Linked DNA regions of Mus musculus: regions 2 and 3 are each linked to region 1. Evidence: chromatin contacts called from public HiChIP or PLAC-seq data. All regions are on one chromosome and are shown on one strand. Each heading gives the region's core, a stretch centred on a gene start, on an enhancer-like site or on the middle of the called end of the contact. The rest is flanking DNA. Distances are from core to core; before and after follow the strand shown. Region 1 overlaps Anp32a (acidic (leucine-rich) nuclear phosphoprotein 32 family, member A). Region 2 holds the start of Kif23 (kinesin family member 23). Region 3 overlaps Itga11 (integrin alpha 11).

Region 1 (3,123 bases), core at 307-2,806:
AAATACCAAACTGACGCAGCACTCAGCACACTCCAGTCAGTTCTCCCTACATAAGACACTCCTGCCGCATAGTTGGCTGAAGGGTCACAGAATCCATGGTGATCCAAGATGGGGGGTAGAGGAGGAGTCGGACAGAGAGAGAGAGAGAGAGAGAGAGAGAGAGAGAGAGCTGGTGGCAGGCTGGAAATCCACAGCTGGCTGGTAAACAGCCCTGAAAGGCCACGAGGGGAGATAAGAGGTACCCGGAGACCGGGAAGAGAGAGGCGCTGTCTTGATCAGGAATGGCTATGTAACTATAGCCCAGTGCAAAATGAGATGGTGGGCCCCTTGCTGGAAATTTACCTGGTAGATAGCATATGCTTTCCTAGCCTGTACTAGTCTCTTGTTTGATTTTTCCAATACTACATAAACTTGGTAGAAGATGGATGACAAGTTCAATACCATCCCCAGTTATACACTGAGTTTGAGACCAGCCTGGGCTATGTGAAACTCATCTCAAAACAAAACACAAAACAAAGCCTCACATAGAATTCTAAGACAGTGACAGCCAACTATGTGTGTAGGTCACATGGCTGTGGCGCTGGCTCTGATTAGAATGGACATCTTGGGTCTACGACAGGCCTTCTAAAAAAAATAATGACCCAGGGGGAAAGGACACTTTAAGAGCCGCCCCTTACTTTTTCAGAACTTCTATGGCAACTCAGGATGGGCAGAAGGCGGACTCTAGCCAAACAGACCTGGCTCTAGTCCAAGTTCCTCTCTCTAGCCCAGCTGTTCCTAACCTGTAGGTCTCCACCTCTCTGGGGTTAAACAACTCTTTCACAGGGGTCTGCCTAAGACCAGCAGAAAACACAGATATTTACATTGTGACTATAGCAAAGTTACAGTTATGAAGTAGCAACAAAAAATTGTATGGTTGCAATCAGTTAAGAAGAGTGGGGAACCACTGGTCTCTCGCCCTTCTCACCTCTCTGGGCTTCCAGTTTCCTCTCAGAATTCTAGTGCCAACGACCCAGGGCCGGATTACACAATAAGAAGTCTAGCCTAGAATTTTGCCAGCTTGAAGAAAAAAAAGCTACCCACCATCCCCTTTACCACTGGCTCTACTGATGGTGTCCACACTGAAGATGGTAGCAGGGAATGAAGGCTCCTAACCAGGCCCAGTCCTCCATGCCTTCCTGCCACAGGCTCTGAGCCCAACACCCCAAGCCTCCCACCCTGCTCTGGAGCCGTGGAGAGCATTTAAAACAAACCCTCTGGGTTCAACCTCTACATCTTGCTTTGCCTGGTTTTCTACCCCCAACCTCCAGACATGATTTGCGCTTCCTTTACTGAACAAGAATTGGATAAATATATGTGGTTTGGTTTCAACCTTGTCAGTCCCTGACCAATTTAGGTTCCAGGTTCCAGGCTTCGAACAGAAGACTCAAATCAGATTGACCCAGTGTTTTTTGGTGCTCCTGGATTTTAACTAGGTCAGCTTTTAAATGGGCCACCCCCTGCTGCAGATCCCATTCCTAGCTAGAAGGCCACGCTGTGTGAGTCACTGAGGTTTGAGGCAGAGCTAATAAACGGACACTTGCGTTTGTTTTAACGGTAAAATCTACTTACCGACCTGTGTGGGAAGGGACACAGCTCTGGGGGGAAAGGCTGGATGTTTTGAAAGTTACCGAGATCTTACTGAACAGAGGTCAGTGTTTTCTGATCATAACCCACTGAAAGGGATACATTTTAGGAGCTGGAGAGATGGCTCAGCAGGCAAGCCACTTGCAGCTCTTGACTGAGTTTGGTACCCAGCACCAGGGTCAGAGGCTCACAATTGCCTGTAGCTCCAGCTGGGGAGGGGAGTGGATTGATTCTGCACTCTCTCTAGTCTCCCCAGGCACATGCATACGCATTAATTACACAGCCACATTAATACAAATAAAACAAAAAGCAAGCAAACAAACAAAACCTACTTTACTCAGAGCACACACAAACTGTTTGCCTGTAGGCACACTTGGTGAAAATAAACACTACACATAGAATCCCATCTATAGATTTAAAAAAAAAAAACTTAAAAGTTTCATTTATGTGTCTCTGTGAGAGAATGCCACTTGTGTAGGGGAGCCTGCAGAGGGCAATCTCTTGGAGGAATTACAGGGGGCTGTGAGGGGCCGGATCTGAGTCCAGAGAACAGAATCCAAGTCCTCTGCACGTGCCCCAAGTGCTCTTAACTGCTGAGCCATCTCTCCAGCCCTCTTATTACTTCAATTTTTAAAATGTGGCCCACAGTATGGGGTGAAGTGGGCCAGAGAGATTGATGTTCGGCAGAGGACGGGGGGGGGGGGGGGGGGCGGAAGATGGGCGGCTGGGCAGAGAACTCTGGCCCGGGTGATTAATTTTAATTTTTCTTTTCTGCCACAACACGCCTCCTGTCCTAGGTCAGAATCTGCCCCCCACCGCCATCCCCAAAAGTAAGAGAACCCACGGCCCATCCACCATCCTCCCAAGTTCCTGCAGCCTTGTGGCTGCCAGGGCTTGGGGGTTTCAACGCCTCTCAGGATCTTCCGTAGTCTTAGCCAGGGGCAAGAGCCTTCTTCGCTTTAAAAACAAACAAAACCCTCCCCGAGAATTGAAAGCCTCTCCGGGCCTCGGATTTTTGCTGCTACGTACAAAGCAGCTCTGCAGGCAGGCGGCGGGGGAGCACGTGGCGCGGGCAACGGTGATGCCATCCTCATTACTTAGAGGCAGGAGGGCGGGCCGAGGAAGATCAGGCTGGCTCATAGGTCCAGCTGGCAGGGCAGGCTGAGACTGCACCAGCCCGCCAGCCCTGCGACTCGCTCTTGTCCCTGGCTCCTCCCCACTCTTCCCCGCGCGGTCGGGTGATTTCGCCTGTGCTTTCCTTGCAGGAGTATTCGGTGCTAGGGACGCTTCCACTCACTGGAAAGGCTCGGTGCTGGCCAGGCTTGCTCAAAAGGATACCTAGCTTCTGCCCCCAGCCTTTGCGTTCCTCTTATCTTTAATTTTTAAAAAAGATTTAAAAAATGTGTTATGAGTGCTTTGCCTGCATGCCTTGTACTGTGTGCATGCTCACAGGGGACAGTTATCAGATATTTTGAAACTGGTGTTACAAACGCCAGT
Region 2 (2,972 bases), core at 100-2,599, 420 kb after region 1:
GGGCCGGGCACCGCGTGGGGTGATGCTGAAATCAACGGTGCAGTGAGGGGCGGCAGGGGCTCTGGGATCCAGAGAAGGTGAGGCATTCTCCGAGGAAAGGAAGGCTGAGAGACAGCAGAGAGACTCGAGTGTGGGGGCAGAAACGTTCCACGCATGAGCGTTGGGCTTGGGACAGGTGAGAGGTGACGCAACTGAACAGGAAGACTAGCCTCAGGGCCCCACTGAGGGTCTCAAGCAAAGGGCGATGACCCACCCTAGGGCTCTCCCAGACCTGTGACTTATAGGTGAGAGTGCAGTCAAATGGATCGGTTTTGGAAAGTGATGGTGGCAAAGCCTGGTAGCTTTCTATCTGCTTCTGGAAATTTATCCATGGATGCATTTTCAGGTTTATTCATCGAAGCAGTTTGCAACAGTAAATATTGGAAAGACTAATGTCCAGTAATATGGACATTAACTATGGATATTAAACTGGCTATCCTTATCAGTGCTGGCCCTAAAGGAAGTTCTAAGTGGAGCTTGAGTCACAGAACGCAGGTGTGGCTACATCCCTGGGGAATCGTCAGCATGGGGGCTGGGATTAAATGAGAAAGAATCAACTTGTAGAAGGCAAAGGGTAAACGGTGGTTGCACAAGGGCAGTGGGTAGATTTTATGCATCTCTGTATATCCAGGAAACATCAAAATCAAGAATTTGAAGGTTAAGGATGTGTGGCTTAGTGGTATCACCTTTGCCTAACATTGTGAGGCTCTAGGTTTGATCACTAGCACCATGAAACACACACACACACACACACACACACACACACACACACACACACAGAGAGAGAGAGAGAGAGAGAGAGAGAGAGAGAGAGAGAACTGGAGAATCCAGAGAAAGGAACTTACAACAGGTTGTCTGCCAAGTTGGTATAGTCTTCAAGATCATTCTGGGGTCCTCACTGTAAGTGTGAGGCCAGCCTGGGATACAAGATACTCTCGTCTCAAAATAAATATCAAAAGTAAGATAAAATGTAAACGTAGAACTAAAAGTAAAGGTAAAAATAAAATATAAATACAATAAAATGAATAAGATGATGTGGTAGCCAGCGGCCAGCCTGAAATTAGAACATGCCCGACCAAGGCTTTACTTCCTTAGAGGTTCTCAGGACAAAGACTGGGAGATCTCAGCTTCTGCGTCAGAACGGAAGGGCGGAAGGGCCGGGATTTCCCCTCTCAGGTTTTTCTCCAGCGCTGCCCTCCTCAGCCTCCGGCTGGCGCCCTTGGGTTGCCAAGGAGACGAGCGCCCCTGCTGGCCGTGCCAGCGCTCCCCGAGGCCCCGCCCCTTCGCCGCAGGCGGCCGCTGATTGGCCTGTTTGAAATGCGCCGGGCGGGCGCACACTTGGGCTTGCAGCGTCGCCGCCGGGCTCTCCTCAGATTGAGTCCTGGTCCCCGCGGCCGTGGTTTGCTCGGCTTAGTTCCCGCCAGCCTTGCTCCTGTCGGAGCCCGACGTCCCGCGCGCGCGTCAGGATAGCACGGAGCCTGCGGTCATGAAGTCAGCGTGAGTACTGGTGGGAGGACTGCGTGGGGGTCGCCGCCCTCCTCACGCTGAGACTGGGGACTGCCCGGGAGCTGAGTCCGTAGTACAGTGTAGGCCGAAGCTCCGCACTGCAGAGTTCTGGTGGCTGGCGACCCTGGTGTGCCGGCGCCCTCCCAGTCCTCTGAGCCCGCGAAGGCTGCCTCCGAATCCGGGGCTGTCTGCCACCACCTCCTCGGGTTGCCATCCTTTGGGCTGCCCATCCCTCCCCAGCTTCCTTCCTCCCCGCCCGCTGCGCAGGTGGCAGGTCTGGGGACCCCGGGCGGCGCGCAGCCGGGGTGCGCGCTGGCACTTTGGGGGAGTTGAGCCTCCACAGCTCCGTCGGCATCCCTTCCCTAGTTCTAGCCTTGAGGTCAGGGTCCTTCTGCAGCTCCGCCACCTTGCGCTATCTTTGTCCCCAGGCCATCCCACACGCCTACTCTATCTCCCACGCCCACATTCCTCAGTATTCCTAGACTCTTCAGGAGAGCCACATCCTGGTTACACTTTTACTGCGAAGGAGGGCTGGCTTTAGAAATCGTTACTTTCACACGCACACACACGAAAAAAAAAAAAAACGGAACTTTTTAAAATGAGGAAACGTCAGTCTTTATATTTACTTAAGGATACCTACCCTAGTATATCGCTGGACTCTGGTTTGCTTCTAGTTTACGTGTGACTCTATTGAGAAAAGTACTTTAATAATCTACAGTCTAAACGAGTCTTTTGGTTTAATTTGTGTTAAATATTCTTGTAGCCTATAAACGAGAAAGGAAAAAAAAGTTAAATGATAGAGAATGTTGAAATAAAATAATTTTTTATATTGTTTACTTAAAATAGCAAGACATTTCAGCATTGTGAATAATCTAATCTTCCTACATAGCATGAGCAAATCTCTGAATTTGCACTCCAACACTTAAAAAAAATACAAACAAAAGTTCCACTGAGTACTAATGGTATCAAAAGTGTATTTTCCCAATTGAAATTTTAATGAGTTAAATTACATATACCACATTTCTCGAGTACAGTTTATTGTTTATATACATGTTATTTGCTGTGCGGTATTTGAGATTGCTGGGAAATGATTTTTTTAAGCCTTAGGAAGTTCATTGTTAGAATTTGTGATGTCTTCTATGTTAGTGTTGAATTTATGGCTTTTTTTTCTCTTTTTAACCAGGAAGGCTAAGACGGTCAGAAAACCTGTAATAAAAAAAGGATCTCAGACAAACCTTAAAGATCCAGTGGGGGTAAGGTGTGTGTGTGTGTGTGTGTGTGTGTGTGTATTTTCTTTCTTTAGTCCACTTCTTGTATGTGTGTGCTTGAAAGGGGAGGAAAGCAATATGAAAGTCGGGTTAAAGAGCACGCAGTTAAACCGATGCACTGAATTGTATAAAGCTGGGTTTAGCTGGGAAGTTTGCTTT
Region 3 (3,102 bases), core at 256-2,755, 410 kb before region 1:
TCAGAACATCACATCTTCTCATGGCATTTGGAGGGCAGTGGTCCTTCTCGCCTTGCTGACCGCATCCGCTGCCCCTCACTCTGCTCCCGCTTTCCGTGCTACCACGGGGCTGTTCTCTCTGCCCTTGAGTGACCGACTCCCCCAGATACCTACACGTGCTCCCCAACCTCCCTGTGTGGAACTCAACTGAGCAAACTGTGTTCACTCCATCTGAATTTCACTCTTGAGTGCGGATTTCTTTCTGGGAAAGAAGCCAGAAAACAAAACAGAACACTGCCAGGGGTGGCCTGAGTTGAGTGGGGCTTCTCAGCTTGGCCCCCTGCTCTGTCTCCAGAGCATGGAGTGAGGCAGAAACAGCCACAGCAGCTAGCTGGGTGGTGGACCATTCACATTACTCCCTAGGCAACTCTGGGCAGGTCACTACTCAGGCCTCACCTCACACAGTCTCAGCTTTCCCTCTGAGACAGAGGCAGGGGTTAAGCCTTCGAGGTGTGCGGTGGGTCTGCTTGCGTGTGCACAGGGCTCAACCCTTCCATGGTTTCTGCTTCATCCCCAAAGGCTGGGTGGGCCTTTGTGCTGCCTTCCTTGCCCACTGACCTAGCCATGCTGGGCACTATATAACCTACTACAAGTGACACGCTCAGTACAATAGGATTTTTTTTTTTTTGAGGGCATCTTGGGCTAGGAAGAAAGTTCACCTAAGAGATAACCAGGTGGTGGTGGTGGCGCATGCCTTTATTCCCAGCACTGGGGAGACAGAGGCAGGAGGATCCCTGAGTTTGAGACCATCCTGGTCTACAGAGTGAGTTCTGGGACAGCCAAGGCTATACAGAAACCCTGTCTCAAAAACTAGAAAACTAAACAAAACAGAGATACTCATGGGGGGGGGGGAGGGATGGTTAACGGGGGAGGGGCTTCCTGACACTTGACACATCTTTGAAGAATTACTACCCAGGGCCATCTCCAGAAACGGCTCCCTGGCCACTCTGTCCATCTGCTTCCCTCAGCATGGCCGCACTTCCTGACTTCTCCCATGCTTGGTTACTACTGTGTTCAACTGCTTATGAATCTGCCGCCCAGGCTGGGGGCTGGGGAAAGGGATGGACCCCCATCCCATGCAGAATGAAGAAACACATGGTTGAAAGGAGGTAGCTGGTGCCCTTTCCCTCAGAGGGGCAGAGGTGTCAGGAGATTCAAGGCTTAGGCTGGGGCCCCAGGGTGGGACAGACCACCAGGATGTGGGGCTAACCCTCAGTTACCACAGTTCTTAGGAGAATCCCTGAGAACTGCTTCTGGGCCTTGACCCGTGATGTTCTATGCCTGGAAGGGTGCAATTACCGAAACAGCCTGATGGTGTCCCTTTGCCAAGCCTGCCTTTTTCCCCTCTTCTCCTTTATGCCTGTTTGTTTAACCCAGCATCTCCTGAGGTGTATAGGTGAGTGGCCAGAGCCTACAGCTCAACCAGCACTTCTGAGATATGAACAGTAGGGGGCAGCAAAGCCCTACTCCCAGCTGCCCCGTTTACACAAGCCCTAATTGTTCTCTAAGACCCGACTTGTTTAGGACAGTAGCTATCTCTCAAAGCCTCACCTCTTTTTCTCTGTCTGGAAGTCAAGGTAATGCTGGCCTATGTGGTTTTGTCTAGTTAAAAAAGAGCCCAGCACGGAGCCCTCTAAATCCTGCCCTCACCCTTACCACACCCATTGCTGCTTGCACTCCTTTAGAGCTGAGTCTCTAGGCAAGGGAGGGATGCAAGTTCAGGCTCCACCAGCAAGCCCAAGACAACTTCACTGTGGGGCAGCCAATCAGGGAGCCACCCTTTAGGTTCATGGGTGTGGGTGTGTGGTCTCAGTATCCTCTGTGTGAAACTCTGTGAGACACACAGGCGTCTCTTTATTTTTTCCCACAGCACAGAGCCTAGCACGCTGAGGTACCACGCCAATGCTTGAGTCTGGTCTCTTGCCAGTCTGCTCTGCGTGTGTGTGTGTGTGTGTGGTGTGTATATGTATGTGTGTGTGTTTGCACGAGTGCTTTTTTTTTTTTTCTTTTGATAGTCTTTCACTGACCTGGAGCTAGGCTAGCTAGTGAAAAAGACCAAGGATTTGTCTTCATTTCCTGAATGCTAGGATTACATCCTAGCATTTCCTGAATGCTACACCTGTCGTCCCCCCCCATTCCCCCCCTCCCGGTTTTGGACTCCCTGGAGCTCACCTGGCGGCTAGGGTCTTCCTCTCGGAAGATGAAGGGGCTGTGGAACTGCCTCTGCAAGGCGGCGTTGACTGTGATCTTCAGAGACCTGTACTTGAGCTGTAAGACCAGGGCCTTCTTCAGAGCCGGCTCTGGGAGCCTCTGTTCCCTCTCAGGCAGCCCCAGGTTGGAGACTCCCCCCACAGCCACCTCCTCCCTTCCTTCCAGTCCTGCTGAGGGTCTAACTTACTGCTTTCAGAGATGTCAGCCACAGGTTTCCCACCAGGTAGAAGCTGGTCTCCTGGCTGGGGGCCAGCCTCAGGTTGCAGATGATGGAGACCACGTCGGAGTTGCTGTGATTCTGGAAGAGAGTTGTCGGGATGGGCGGGGGCTGGAGGCCAGTGGCCTAGAATGTGAGCTTGGGCCATCAGACAGGCCTGAGGCTGGACCAACTGGGAAAGGGAAGCCGACCCGAGGCTGGACCATCTGGGAAGCAGATGGCTGGGACAAGGATAGAGGTATGTGGGGACACGAGGGACACCGAGAATACAAAGCAAGGAGGCCAGATTTGAAGTTGTGTATAACGACCAGTGTCCCAGGATCAGAACCTCCACTCAACACTGAGGACTTGGAAATCACCATATAAACAAGCTAAACGATAACTAAATGACAGTGCAGTAAGTCACAATAGATAGAGAAAAGTATTGCAGGCAATCAAACTTCCGGAGAGTGTCCCAATCAATCAATCAATCAATCATGTGTACACACATGCACATACCCAGAGCAAGTGTCATATTCAGGATCAAGACAATTCCAACCTCTCTCTCTCACACACACACACACACCTGCCATCAATTCTGTTTCTACTGCCCTGGTGGCCAGAGCCAGGGTAACATGTCAGGAAAAACAACTTGT

Evidence for each region. HiChIP or PLAC-seq counts read pairs in DNA pulled down with a chosen protein or histone mark.
Region 2: a contact with region 1 is called in a FOXA1 HiChIP or PLAC-seq map of pancreatic cancer cells. The contact joins the promoter of Kif23 here to the enhancer-like site in region 1. A contact is called at or near these places in 1 of 39 promoter capture datasets (neural stem cells), 4 of 115 datasets of contacts at active chromatin or transcription factors (embryonic stem cells, extraembryonic endoderm stem cells, fetal liver and 1 more) and 1 of 9 other capture datasets (adipose tissue).
Region 3: a FOXA1 HiChIP or PLAC-seq map of pancreatic cancer cells shows a contact between it and region 1. The contact joins two enhancer-like sites. A contact is called at or near these places in 1 of 484 Hi-C or Micro-C datasets (the G1E-ER4 cell line) and 3 of 115 datasets of contacts at active chromatin or transcription factors (astrocytes, embryonic stem cells and pancreatic cancer cells).

What each region holds. Positions count from the first base shown.
Region 1 is chr9:62,363,459-62,366,581 of GRCm38.p6, reverse strand. The region is part of intron 1 of Anp32a (acidic (leucine-rich) nuclear phosphoprotein 32 family, member A); the gene reads right to left. Among named protein-coding and RNA genes, the nearest start is that of Gm40522, 16 kb to the left of the region's middle. Within about 2 kb of position 1,556, at least 82 of the 459 cell types and tissues checked have an H3K27ac peak or open chromatin away from gene starts, as enhancers often do. A contact at or near this core is called in neural stem cells and pancreatic cancer cells, where this site is marked.
Region 2 is chr9:61,945,176-61,948,147 of GRCm38.p6, reverse strand. It overlaps Kif23 (kinesin family member 23), which reads left to right and starts at 1,349. Exons shown (of 23, transcript NM_024245.4): 1 at 1,349-1,536; 2 at 2,729-2,798. The coding sequence starts at 1,526.
Region 3 is chr9:62,776,059-62,779,160 of GRCm38.p6, reverse strand. Itga11 (integrin alpha 11) reads right to left here. Exons shown (of 30, transcript NM_176922.5): 27 at 2,438-2,548; 28 at 2,212-2,307. Among named protein-coding and RNA genes, the nearest start is that of Fem1b, 34 kb to the left of the region's middle. Within about 2 kb of position 1,505, at least 45 of the 459 cell types and tissues checked have an H3K27ac peak or open chromatin away from gene starts, as enhancers often do. A contact at or near this core is called in pancreatic cancer cells, where this site is marked.